4 separate regions of the Mus musculus genome follow, and regions 1, 3 and 4 are each linked to region 2. A link is a contact called in public Hi-C and HiChIP or PLAC-seq data. All regions are on one chromosome and are shown on one strand. The core of a region is the stretch at or near the end of the contact, and the rest is flanking DNA. Distances in the headings are between cores, read along the strand shown. Region 1 has its middle 110 kb from the start of Try4. Region 2 holds the start of Ephb6 (Eph receptor B6). Region 3 has its middle 52 kb from the start of Try4. Region 4 has its middle 74 kb from the start of 2210010C04Rik.

Region 1 (2,700 bases), core at 73-2,572, 410 kb before region 2:
GTTAGGCCAAACTGCACATGGTTTAGGTACTACAATGGGTGTTTCATGTACGATGTGAAGTGTACTGTGGGAAAACATTACAAGTTATTCCCCAAACCAAGATAAAAAGATTGATCATTTAGGTATATTTGTCAGTTTCTGACTTGCTAAACACCTGCCAAACTAAATTCTTGTCCTTGTTTTGTGTCGTTTTGTTATCTATGACCAGTCACACTGATTCGGTTTTGGATTAATTTTTCTAAGAATCCAGTGTTCAAGCCAATAATGTCTGATGGCTTTTCAATTCACGTGAACAGGAAAATTCTGCAATGAAAATGGAGCCATGTGACATTTACACATTGACTCTGTTTTGCTCCTGATGCTTAGATAACACAAAAGGTTCAGTTATTTTGGATTATGCTTATTAACTCTGAAACTAAGAACTCAATTGCTTCTGCTTCTGTTTTTCCAGTTGCTTCTGCTTTTATTTTTTTTTCCAGTTGTTTCTGCCTTGATAAAATCACTAGTGTAGTACTTCTCAATATCAAATAGCACCAATGACATGGACCTTTAGAAAATATGTCTGAAGTATGGTGAGACCATGGTAACAGGGCTATTGCCCGGAGTAATTTATTTCCCTTAAATACAATGATCTGACAGCTATTTAAGTCTATCACTACAGAGAGCCACTGTGTTCAGACCTGCTGCCCACTCCAGCTGGTGACTGGAGACACAGTCTGCTGCTCCTGTGCATTGCTGAGGAGTATGGCAATACCTTTGAATATAATACAGTTTGGTTTTGTGTTCTTGAATTTCCTGAAGGAGGCTCATAGAAACTATCTTAATAACATTATGATAGTTAATGAGCTCCATTAATGAGCAAGTGTTTTTTTAAAAAAAACTTTTTATTGATTTCTTGTGTCATATCCTGAACCTCAGTCCCACCTTCATATCCCCCTTTCACCCTTGCAACTTCTCCTGCAAAATAACACACACACACACACACACACACACACACACACACACACACACAAGCAGCAACAACAAAGCACTGAAAACATCTCATAGTGGAAGCTGTACTATGTTACAGTGTGTCCCACAGTATATCCTTTGGTCTATACTTCTCTGCTTGCAAATGATCATTGCAATGAGTTGTTTCTCTGGACCAAGAACTCTGGCTTCTGTAACACCATTAATATTTTATCCTCTCCAAGACTCCTTGGATTATCCTGTTGCCATGGAGACCCTACAGCCCTGGATCAGCAGGACTGGCCCCTTCACATATCTCAATCATTTGCAGGTGATATAGACTTTGAGGTGGTCCAATTCAGAGCTCTGGATCTGGGCCTGTGTGGCAGCTGAGCTTGTCAGCATGCCTGCTTTCCCTTGTCTGCACTATCATGGCAATCTCTCCAGCACTGCTCTGTGTAGGCCATGCAAAGCCACCATTGTCAGGAGGCAGGATCAACTATTCTGCTCTCACACCCTCCTGGCAGGTTACATTGTGCCTTCACCATCAGGATCAGTTCTATTGTGTTGGCTAGGTGAGGTGCAGTCTACTCTCCCAAGTGCTACAACCAGTGAGGAGGCAGGGCTAGCTCCCCTTCTCATGACCCTAGGACCAGCTCTTGCTGCTGCTGCGGGTAGTGGTGGTGGTAGGGGACGCAGGAGGGCATCACGTTGTCACCTCATCACCTCATGCTAGATGAGTGGTAAGACAAACTCTCTCAGGCTCTCTTCCTCTGAGGCATCTGTCATGTGCCCCTTGTACCAGGGCCAGATCTACTGTGCTACCTGGAGGAGGTGCAGGGCTTTATCTCCTTAGTGCTGCAGCTGGAGAGGGTCATGGCCGGCCAGAGCACTAGCTCTCATAACCTCGGGGCCAGTTCTCCTGACTGCAGCAAGTGGTAAGAAAGAAGACACCCTTGCAACCCATATCACCTCACAGCATACAAGTGGCAGGGACAGCTCTCCCATGCTCCCACTCTCAGGGCTGCTCACCTGCACTCCCATCATCAAAGCCAGCTCTGCTGTGGTGTCCAGGCAAGGCAAGGCGAAGAGCCTGCTCTTCCAAATGCTGCACTGGTGAGGAGCAGGGATAGCTCTTCTGAACTCATGACCGCAGGTGGTGAGGGGCTGCACTTGTATCACCCCGTGGTAGATGAGATTGGGGTTAGTTTTTCCACACTAATAACCTTGAGGCTGGCTCACCCCCACCCCCACCCCAAGAGCTAGCTCCTCTGTGCTATCTGGGAGAAGCACAAGGCTCACTTTCCTGAGTGTTGCCAGTGGTGAGAGGTAGGGCCAGCTCTCCAAACCACCTCATCTAATGAGGGGCATGGCCTGCAAAACATACTGACCCCTGCAGCTGCATAGCCATGGACCCAGACATGGCTCATAGTCCCCGCTTAAGCTGGGAAGAGACCCAGATGTACACACACACACACACACACACACACACACACACACACACACACCACATCGAGAGAGAGAGAGAGAGAGAGAGAGAGAGAGAGAGAGAGAGAGAGAGAGAGAACCATGCACTGGGCTATCTTGTAATGGAGATGCTACAGGGGAATTTCAGGAGATGCTATGTGCTTTAGGACCTTCCTTTCTGTCCTGATTTGCTTTCCGTTGCTGTGCTAAAATACTGACCAAAACCAAGTTGGGGAGGAGATGGCTTATTTGGCAGACACAGGGTCCAACCATGAAGGAAGTCAG
Region 2 (2,700 bases), core at 197-2,696:
TTATAGGCACACCAGTGTAATTGAAGTTTTAATGAGGTCCAAATGCAGGTCATTAAACTTAATCAGGCTTATTAATTGATCCTCGATATTATGAGCGAACAACCTCCTGTCCAAGTAGGGACTCGTTATTTGTCTTTATCTTTCTATCACTCATTCAGCCAATTCATTAACGACTGTTTCTCTCGCAGTACCTCAAGGAGTTTCATTGTTTGGTTTCTTGTGCATGTTGGCTCATAGTCTCTTTCACAATTTTCATTGGTTTCTAAATGTTCTTTAAGTACCAGTTATGATCAGCCCATAAGCAGCTAGCTAGTACTTTCATAAGGATGCCTTTGAATAAGTGAAAGGGGGTATAAGATGGGACAGGGTAATAGGGGCGAAGGGGTGTGCAGATTTCACAGGATACCTGTTCTCCCTCAAAGAACCAGCAGGTGGTAGCAACACTTCGTGCGAAGGCTGCAGCCCTGCTCCGCGGGACCTAAACAATAGACCCCCACAAACCAGTACTCTAGTTTAGAAATGGTTAGGGCTGGGTAGAAACTCTTCTCCCTAGTAGCAAGCTCGCTCTGTTCCGCCCCTGCATCCAGGTACCGACTGAGTGGACCTTCTACGGCCTCTCATCACTGTGGGATGGTACTCTGCGGAGCGCGCGCCAGGGAGGTGGCACCTAGACTGGGTGCAGCGACTTGTCCAAGCCAGGTCTGCGCCAGGCACAGACATCGGACTTCCCGGACTCCGCCCCAGGCTTCCCTGCCTTTGAGGCGGTTGAAGGTTCAATTCAGAGGCCCCATCGCTGACCCAGATTCAAGGCACAGAAACAGATACAAGTCTGAAGCTAGCACAGGGACCTTTTCCTTCCCAGACGCTTGCACTGTCTCTGGTTGTTCTGCCCTCCCGTGCTCCCAAGACTTGTTTCTCCTTCCACCTCCTCCTTTTTTTTTTTTTTTTTTTCTTTTTTCTTTTTTCTGCTCACGCCCACCTCAGTTCAATCCAGAGTAGAAGCCCCACTGGTTTAGTTCCTAGAGTTAAAGAAGAGAAAGGGAGGAGCCATAGGCGCAGCGCCTGGGCTTCAGCCTGGCCATCAGCTGCCAGCCAGTAGCGCTTTGCTCCGCTGATGCTCGGGCGCGAGCTACAGGGTTTTAAACACGCCTCGCAGCGGCGCCCACTGGCCGCCTCCTCCCGGACCCTAACTCGTGCGGTCCTCCTGCCCACGTCCCCTCCGCCCGCCAGGACCTGCGGGAGGAGGCCGACCCTCCTCGGCACACGGGCGGGCCCAAGGCGCGCCCAGCGTCTCCACTGCACGCCCCGCTGGGGATCCGGCGCCGCGCACTTGGGTCCTAGGCCCAGAGGGCGGGCTCGGCTCCCGGAAGAGGAGAGCGAGAGCGGCTGAAGGGGCTGGAGAGGGGCGGGCCAGGCTGGGAGAGACGAGAGGGGGCGGGCCCGGCTGCGTTCGCCCAGCTAGCGCTGGGGAGCAGCGGGCGTCCGAACCCGAGACCACAGCTCAGCGACTCCGATCGTGACACCGGCCCCCGCACGATTCCCCAGGGCCCCGCCTAGGGAGCAGTCCCTGCTTGCAGCCTTGGGTCCTCTCCCAGAATCCCAGAGACTCTAAGCTGCGAGCAGACGCGGGCCCCTGGGAAGCGAGGTCCCCAGACCAGAGAGGACACGCGCGACGCTAGGAAAGATCTGCGAGGTGCAGATCCACCGCGGGGGCCTCGGGGGGCGCAGACCTGCAGAGCTGGAGGCCGGCGGGAAGGTGAGCCCGGGATTTGGGAGGTCGGAGGGTACTGTGTCTGGAGAGTAAGGGATTAAGGTTTGCAAAGTAGAGGATCTCTCTAGCCTGGGCCTATGCACACCCTGGATGGGGGTCTTTTATGGGGGAGTACTGGGTATAGCTCTCCAAGGCGAGAGTAGGTTTCTGAGAGACTGCCCCTTCATCCATGCTCTTTATTCTGTGTGTCCTGGGTATTAAAATTCTTCCATCACGTTTCCATCGACCCTCCTGTGCCTGTGACTTGGTGTGTGTGTGTGGGGAGGGGGGTAACCTCACAAAGGTCAGGCTCCCAGCATTCAGAAAAGGTTTGTCCATGCCTCTGACTCCTGTGGCATCTCTCCAATCCCCTCGCTGCAGGGTGGAGCTGGCAGGGGCAAGGGGCAATCGACATCTACAGCCCCCTTAAGCCTGGAAATAGAGGCTTGGAATTTGAGCCCCAACCGTAAGCACGCCCCCTCCAGTGGCAAACAAAGTATCCTGCTTGCTCCTGCCCCAGCTCCACCCCCTCTATGCATCTGGGTGCTTGGCCCAGCCTGCCTCTGCCCCTGCCCACTGATCTTGGCCGTCTGGCACCCTCTCTCCTCCCATCCCTGGGGGAACTGGCAGGGGACCAGCATAGCTGATGTTGTAATATCCCTGGCAGTGCCCATGTAGAAGTGCTGCCCAGCCTGTTCCCAATCAGTTAACTCAGGCCCTCCACCCATCAGGGGAACTTGACTCAGGTGGCTCTGGAAGGGAAGATGATGCTTCTCAAAGGAGAGACCAGTGGGAGTGACTGGTAGGGCTGTTGAGAGTCCTTGGAGGCTGAGCCAGTAATAGGACATTTAGGGACTGAATCTTGCTCATAGCAACTATGGACCCTTGAAAGCTGTGAGCCTTTTGTCTTGAAGGAAGATTGCCATGAGTGCCCCAGTGTACCTACCTAA
Region 3 (2,700 bases), core at 67-2,566, 360 kb before region 2:
TCAGTCAGTCAGTCGTTATGACCTCCTTAAAACAAATGAAAGTCTAAATTTTAGAGAACATGTTCCATTTGTAGAATTTACCTTGAAATGTTAGAATCCATTTTTTAAAATGGAGAGAAAAGCTACAGTAGCCTAACATGATGGGGAACTCAGATTCTTCAACTTGAAAGTATTCTACTCCACACAATGAACAACATGGACTTTACTATGACTATACCTAAATACCCAAGTAATTCCCATTATTTGTGTATTATAGCTATACATTTTTTCATGGTATTTTTTAAAAAAATTATTAATTTTTTTACACTCCATATTTTATCTCCGCCCCCATCCACCCTCCGATTGTTCCACATCCCATACCTCCTCCCCACACCCTTGTCTCCAGGTGAATGCCCCCCTCCCACCTGACCTCTAAATTCCCTGGGGCCTCCAGTCTCTTGAGGGTTAGGTGCATCATCTCTGAATGAACACAGACCCAGAAGTCCTCTACTATATGTGTGTTAGGGGCCTCATATCAGCTGGTGTATGCTGTCTGTTTGGTGATCCAGTGTTGAGAAATCTCAGGGTTCCAGATGAATTGAGAGTGCCAGTTCTCCTACAGGATCAACCTTCTCCTCAGCTTCTTTCAGCATTCCATAATTCAACAGGGGTCAGCTGCTTCTGTCCAGTGGTTAGGTGCAAATATCTGCATCTGACTCTTTCAGCTGCTTGTTGGGTCTTTCAGAGGGCAGTAGATCCCTTTTTGTAAGTGCTCCATACCTTCAGTAATAGTGTCACACCTTGGGAACCCCCCTGATCTGGATCCCACTTTGGGCCTCTTCAGATTGTATAAATCTTTCGCCTTTTATTTGAGAATTTTGTATCCCTTTCCTCAAAGTTCAGGGATCCTTTTAGGAAATGGGTCAGAAAGACTGTAAGATCCAGAAGTGGGAGATAGCTTCAAGGATACAGTATTTTCCAGACACAGCAGGCCAGAAGCACAAGAGTACTCACAGCAATATGACAGTATGAACAAGGTAAAGCCATACAAAAGTCAACATGGAAGGCCCATCCTTAGCTGAGGATTTCCTGGAATTTGATTGCTGCCGAGAGAAAAAGAGTCCATTTTCTCTTAGGGTGAAGAGCTCTTGTGTTGTGCGTTCAAGAGGATGGTGTTCTCTTGAGTAAATGAAACAGCCCATGGAAGATAAAGAAAATCAACCCTGGTAACTGTCAATAAAAAGCAAAGAAAAAAGAATGAAGTGGATCGCCTCTGCTTACCAAGAGTATTTACAAGCCAGAATGTCTACTTCCTGCTGAGTCATACAGAGGTACAAAGGTTCCTGCTATAGGATTTTGTCTGCAACCATCTCTCAGCTCCAGTAAAGAGGAGGGATCTACTTTGAGCTTGAAAACTTCCTTTTTCCTATTTTCTTGTCTTAACTCCCCAAATATTTAGACCTGGAAACAGCTTCATCCTGCCTCTCTTGGCATGAGCTCCATGTTATTCTGGTGTGTGTGTGTGTGTGTGTGTGTGTGTGTGTGTGTGTGTGTGTGTCTGTGTGTGTGTGTGTGTCTGTGTGTTGTTTTCTGAAAACAGTAAGGTAGAAAATAAATGGAGAAACCTGAATTTTTCCTGCTGAGAATAAGCTTCTCCCTAGAGACTGTACAATAAAGACCTTCCTCAACTCTCTTTGCACTACTGTCTTGTTTCTTGAAAAGGGTCTATGAATTCAGCTACTAATCAGATCCTATAGAACAACATCATATAGTCAGAAGAGTCTTATTATGGGATGCTCCCATAAGGAGAATTATGTCTAAATGTATGGGTATCAGCTAGACTCGGGATAAAGGTTACAGCTGATCTGCCATTCCCTTTATATCAATGACATTAACAAAGGAGAGCTCTCTTGTGTGTACAATGTCTCTAAGAAGGAGCAAGATAATTATTTTTGCTGTCTTTAAGGAATGTGACTCCTAATCAGACCTTTATACCTGTGCATACTCTATGCCACCTGCTCACTACACAGAAAGATAGGCAGATGAGTGAGGAATTTTCTCAGTTTAGAAGCCTTCCTTATTGTGAGGTGTGGGATACTTAGGTTGTTGGATGTCCTATTTGAGTGAGTCACATCTAAGTGTGACTTTGGGTCAAGGTCTGTAGAAAATACTGTGATTCAGAAATCCCAATGCTTTCCAGAGTGGTTGTACAAGCTTACAATTCCACCAACAATGGAGGAGTGTTCCCCTTTCTCCACATCCTCGCCAACATCTGCTGTCACCTGAGTTTTTGATCTTAGCCATTCTGACTGGAGTGAAGTGGAATCTCAGTGTTGTTTTGATTTGCATTTCCCTGATGATTAAGGATGTTGAACATTTTTTCAGGTGTTTCTCTGCCATTCGGTATTCCTCAGGTGAGAATTCTTTGTTCAGCTCTGAGCCCCATTTTTTAATGGGGTTATTTGATTTTCTGGAGTCCACCTTCTTGAGTTCTTTATATATATTGGATATTAGTCCCCTATCCCATTTGGGATAGGTAAAGATCCTTTCCCAATCTGTTGGTGGCCTTTTTGTCTTATTGACGGTGTCTTTTGCTTTGCAGAAGCTTTGCAATTTTATGAGGTCCCATTTATCAATTCTTGATCTTACAGCACAAGCCATTGCTGTTCTATTCAGGAATTTTCCCCCTGTACCCATATCTTCGAGGCTTTTCCCTACTTT
Region 4 (2,700 bases), core at 147-2,646, 500 kb before region 2:
TATAATATATAATGTGTAATATATAAATGATATATAAATAATATAAAACATATAACATGATATAAAATATATGGCATATTATATGTGATATATGATATGTGATATGTGGTATATACTATATGATAACATGATATATAATGATATATATGTATAGATATATACACACATTATATATATATGTATATATATGTATATATATGTGTATATATGTGTGTATATATATGTATATATATGTATGTATATATATATATATATATGTATGTATATATTGTAAGGACCAACAATTATCTGCCAAGATTTTCCATGATTTCTATTTTTCAGTGAATTGAGCACATTACGGAATAAAGCTATGCATGAGTGCACTCGTAAGAAAACTATGGTATCTAGGAACACAAAACATGAATATACTGTTTAGTATTAAAGAAAAAATTGCAGCTTTACAAAGAAGGAAGAAAATGGGGCTTATTACTAGGATAAAAATTAATCACAGGAAAGCAATCTATTTCTGACAAATTGACAATGACATTAAACAGTATAACTGCAACACATACCCTCACCAATTTATAAAAATGAGGGAGATATGCAACAATTCATACCAAACTTCCAGAAGTAAATATTGGAGTCTGTGATGAGAAATAGATGACTGTAATAGTAGATTGGGTCCTTTAGATAGAAGGGTTGATGAATATGAAGATGATATTCATAAGGAAACACAGAAAATGAGAGCAAGGTATAAGTGAAGCAAGGATAATGCCAATAGTCAAACATGCAATCTGAGTGTCCAATGAAAATTTTAATACATAAACTTCTTGAAACCTAGCTAGGAATCTACAACAATAATTTCAATATTCTACCTTTCTCAGCTTTATTTTCTTTAGACTAGTTTATTCTTCCAAGCGCTCAGAAGATGTCTCCATTGACAGTATCGTTAGTCAGTGCATCATGAAAATTCCCTTGGACTGAAGACTGTTTTGCCCAGGCCCACTCCTTCCGAAGGCATCTGATACCTAGTGAATAGTGTATGGACCCCTGCAGCACTATGGCAGGAATTAGAAATTCTTCTTTCTTAAATGAGTTTCTCTCTCAATGGCACAGATAATATTTGAGATTTTGCTGGGTAAACTGCAACTGGCAATCACTCTGATGTTTTCATGCCCACCACAGATGCCTGATTTTGAGAGTTCCCAGCCTCTTCCACACAGCCTGTCAGGTTACAGCCCAGTCAGTGTCTATAGCAGGTCACTATGGGGCACTGAGGAACCATCTAGTGAGCTTCTGGCTTCACATCAGTAGGTGGATGCAGGCAGAGCTTTGGTTTGGAGGCACAATAGGGTATTAGCTGTGGAACCAGAAACAGTTCTGGCTCAGGAGGCAATCATCTTTGCACACACACTGTGCACCACTAGAGGGAGAAATAACTGTAGACTTGAACTGTAGTTTTGGTGATCTAAAGCCTCCGGAGCTAGGTGGAAAAAAGAAAGCAAAGGCTTTGATGTTCATTTCCCTGATGACTAAGGATGTTGAACATTTCTTTAGGTGCTTCTTGGCCAGTTGGTATTCCTCAGCTGGGAATTCTCTGTTTAGCTCTGTACTTCATTTTTAATAGGGTTATTTGGTTCTCTAGAGTTTAACATCTCGAGTTCTTTGTATATATTGAATATTAGCCCTCGATCAGATGTAGGGTTGGTAAGGATCTTTTCCCAATCTCTTGGCTGCCATTTTTCCTATTGACAGTGTCCTTAGCCTTACAGAAGCTTTGCAATTTTATGAAGTCCTGTTTGTCAATTCTTGATATTAGAGCATAGGCTATTGGTGTTCTCTTGAGGAAAATTTCCCCTGTGCCCATGTGCTTGAGGCTCTTCCCCACTTTCTTTTCTATTATTTTCAGTATATCTGATTTTATGTAGAGGTCCTTGATCCACTTGGACTTGAGCTTTGTACAAGGTGTTAAGAATGGATCCATTTGCATTCTGAGATTCCACCTCACACCAGTCAGAATGGCTAAGATCAAAAATTCAGGTGATAGCAGATGCTGGCAAGAATGAAGAGAAAGAGGAACACTCCTCCATTGCTGGTGGGATTGCAAGCAGGTACAGTCACTCAAGAAATGAGTTTGTTGGTTCTTCAGAAAATTGGGCCTAGTACTACCTGAGGACGCAGCTATACCACTCCTGAGTATATAACCAGAAGATGCTCCAACATGTAATAAGGACACAACTATGTTCATAGCAGCCTTATTTATAATAGCCAGAAGCTGGAAAGAACTCAGATGTCCTTCAGCAGAGGAATGGATAAAGAAAATGTGGTCCATTTACACAATGGAGTATTACTCAGCTATTAAAAATGATGAACTCATAAAGCGTTTAGGCAAATCAACAGAACTAGAAAATATCCTGAATGAGGTAACCCAATCACAAAAGAACACACATGATATTCACTCACTGATAAGTGGATATTAGCCCAGAAGTTCAGAATAGCCAAGAAACAATTCACAGACCACCTGAAGCTCAAGAAGAAGGAAGACCAGTGTGGATAATTCTGTCCTTCTTAGAATGGGAATCAAAATACCCATGGAAGGAGATACAGAGACAAAATTTGGAGCAGAAACTGAAGGAAAGGTCCCTCAGAGACTGCCCCACCTGGGGATCCATCCCATATACAGTCATCAAACCCAGACACTATTGTGGATGCCAACAGTGC

The links. Hi-C and Micro-C count contacts between places; a contact is called where the count stands out from the background. HiChIP or PLAC-seq counts read pairs in DNA pulled down with a chosen protein or histone mark.
Region 1: an H3K4me3 HiChIP or PLAC-seq map of the SCID.adh cell line shows a contact between it and region 2, with 11 read pairs. The contact joins the enhancer-like site here to the promoter of Ephb6 in region 2. A contact is called at or near these places in 2 of 39 promoter capture datasets (the C10 cell line and the HPC-7 cell line), 1 of 15 datasets of contacts at CTCF or cohesin (large pre-B cells), 5 of 115 datasets of contacts at active chromatin or transcription factors (the SCID.adh cell line, embryonic stem cells, large pre-B cells and 2 more) and 1 of 9 other capture datasets (adipose tissue).
Region 3: a FOXA1 HiChIP or PLAC-seq map of pancreatic cancer cells shows a contact between it and region 2. The contact joins the enhancer-like site here to the promoter of Ephb6 in region 2. A contact is called at or near these places in 3 of 39 promoter capture datasets (liver, neutrophils and stem cell-derived epiblast-like cells), 1 of 484 Hi-C or Micro-C datasets (cortical neurons) and 3 of 115 datasets of contacts at active chromatin or transcription factors (large pre-B cells, pancreatic cancer cells and pro-B cells).
Region 4: a Hi-C map of CD8 T cells shows a contact between it and region 2, with 3 times the contacts expected there. The contact joins the enhancer-like site here to the promoter of Ephb6 in region 2. A contact is called at or near these places in 9 of 39 promoter capture datasets (the 3T3-L1 cell line, 3T3-L1-derived adipocytes, the HPC-7 cell line and 5 more), 2 of 15 datasets of contacts at CTCF or cohesin (pro-B cells and thymocytes), 14 of 484 Hi-C or Micro-C datasets (CD4 T cells, CD8 T cells, DN3 thymocytes and 5 more), 13 of 115 datasets of contacts at active chromatin or transcription factors (DN3 thymocytes, the SCID.adh cell line, double positive thymocytes and 7 more) and 1 of 9 other capture datasets (liver).

Annotation. Positions count from the first base shown.
Region 1 is chr6:41,190,684-41,193,383 of GRCm38.p6, forward strand. It overlaps Tcrb. Among named protein-coding and RNA genes, the nearest start is that of Try4, 110 kb to the right of the region's middle. Within about 2 kb of position 1,323, at least 6 of the 459 cell types and tissues checked have an H3K27ac peak or open chromatin away from gene starts, as enhancers often do. A contact at or near this core is called in the SCID.adh cell line, where this site is marked.
Region 2 is chr6:41,604,065-41,606,764 of GRCm38.p6, forward strand. It overlaps Ephb6 (Eph receptor B6), which reads left to right and starts at 1,447. Exons shown (of 18, transcript NM_001146351.2): 1 at 1,447-1,756.
Region 3 is chr6:41,249,120-41,251,819 of GRCm38.p6, forward strand. It overlaps Tcrb. Among named protein-coding and RNA genes, the nearest start is that of Try4, 52 kb to the right of the region's middle. Within about 2 kb of position 1,317, at least 4 of the 459 cell types and tissues checked have an H3K27ac peak or open chromatin away from gene starts, as enhancers often do. A contact at or near this core is called in pancreatic cancer cells, where this site is marked.
Region 4 is chr6:41,107,690-41,110,389 of GRCm38.p6, forward strand. It overlaps Tcrb. Among named protein-coding and RNA genes, the nearest start is that of 2210010C04Rik, 74 kb to the left of the region's middle. Within about 2 kb of position 1,397, at least 4 of the 459 cell types and tissues checked have an H3K27ac peak or open chromatin away from gene starts, as enhancers often do. A contact at or near this core is called in CD8 T cells, memory CD8 T cells and regulatory T cells, where this site is marked.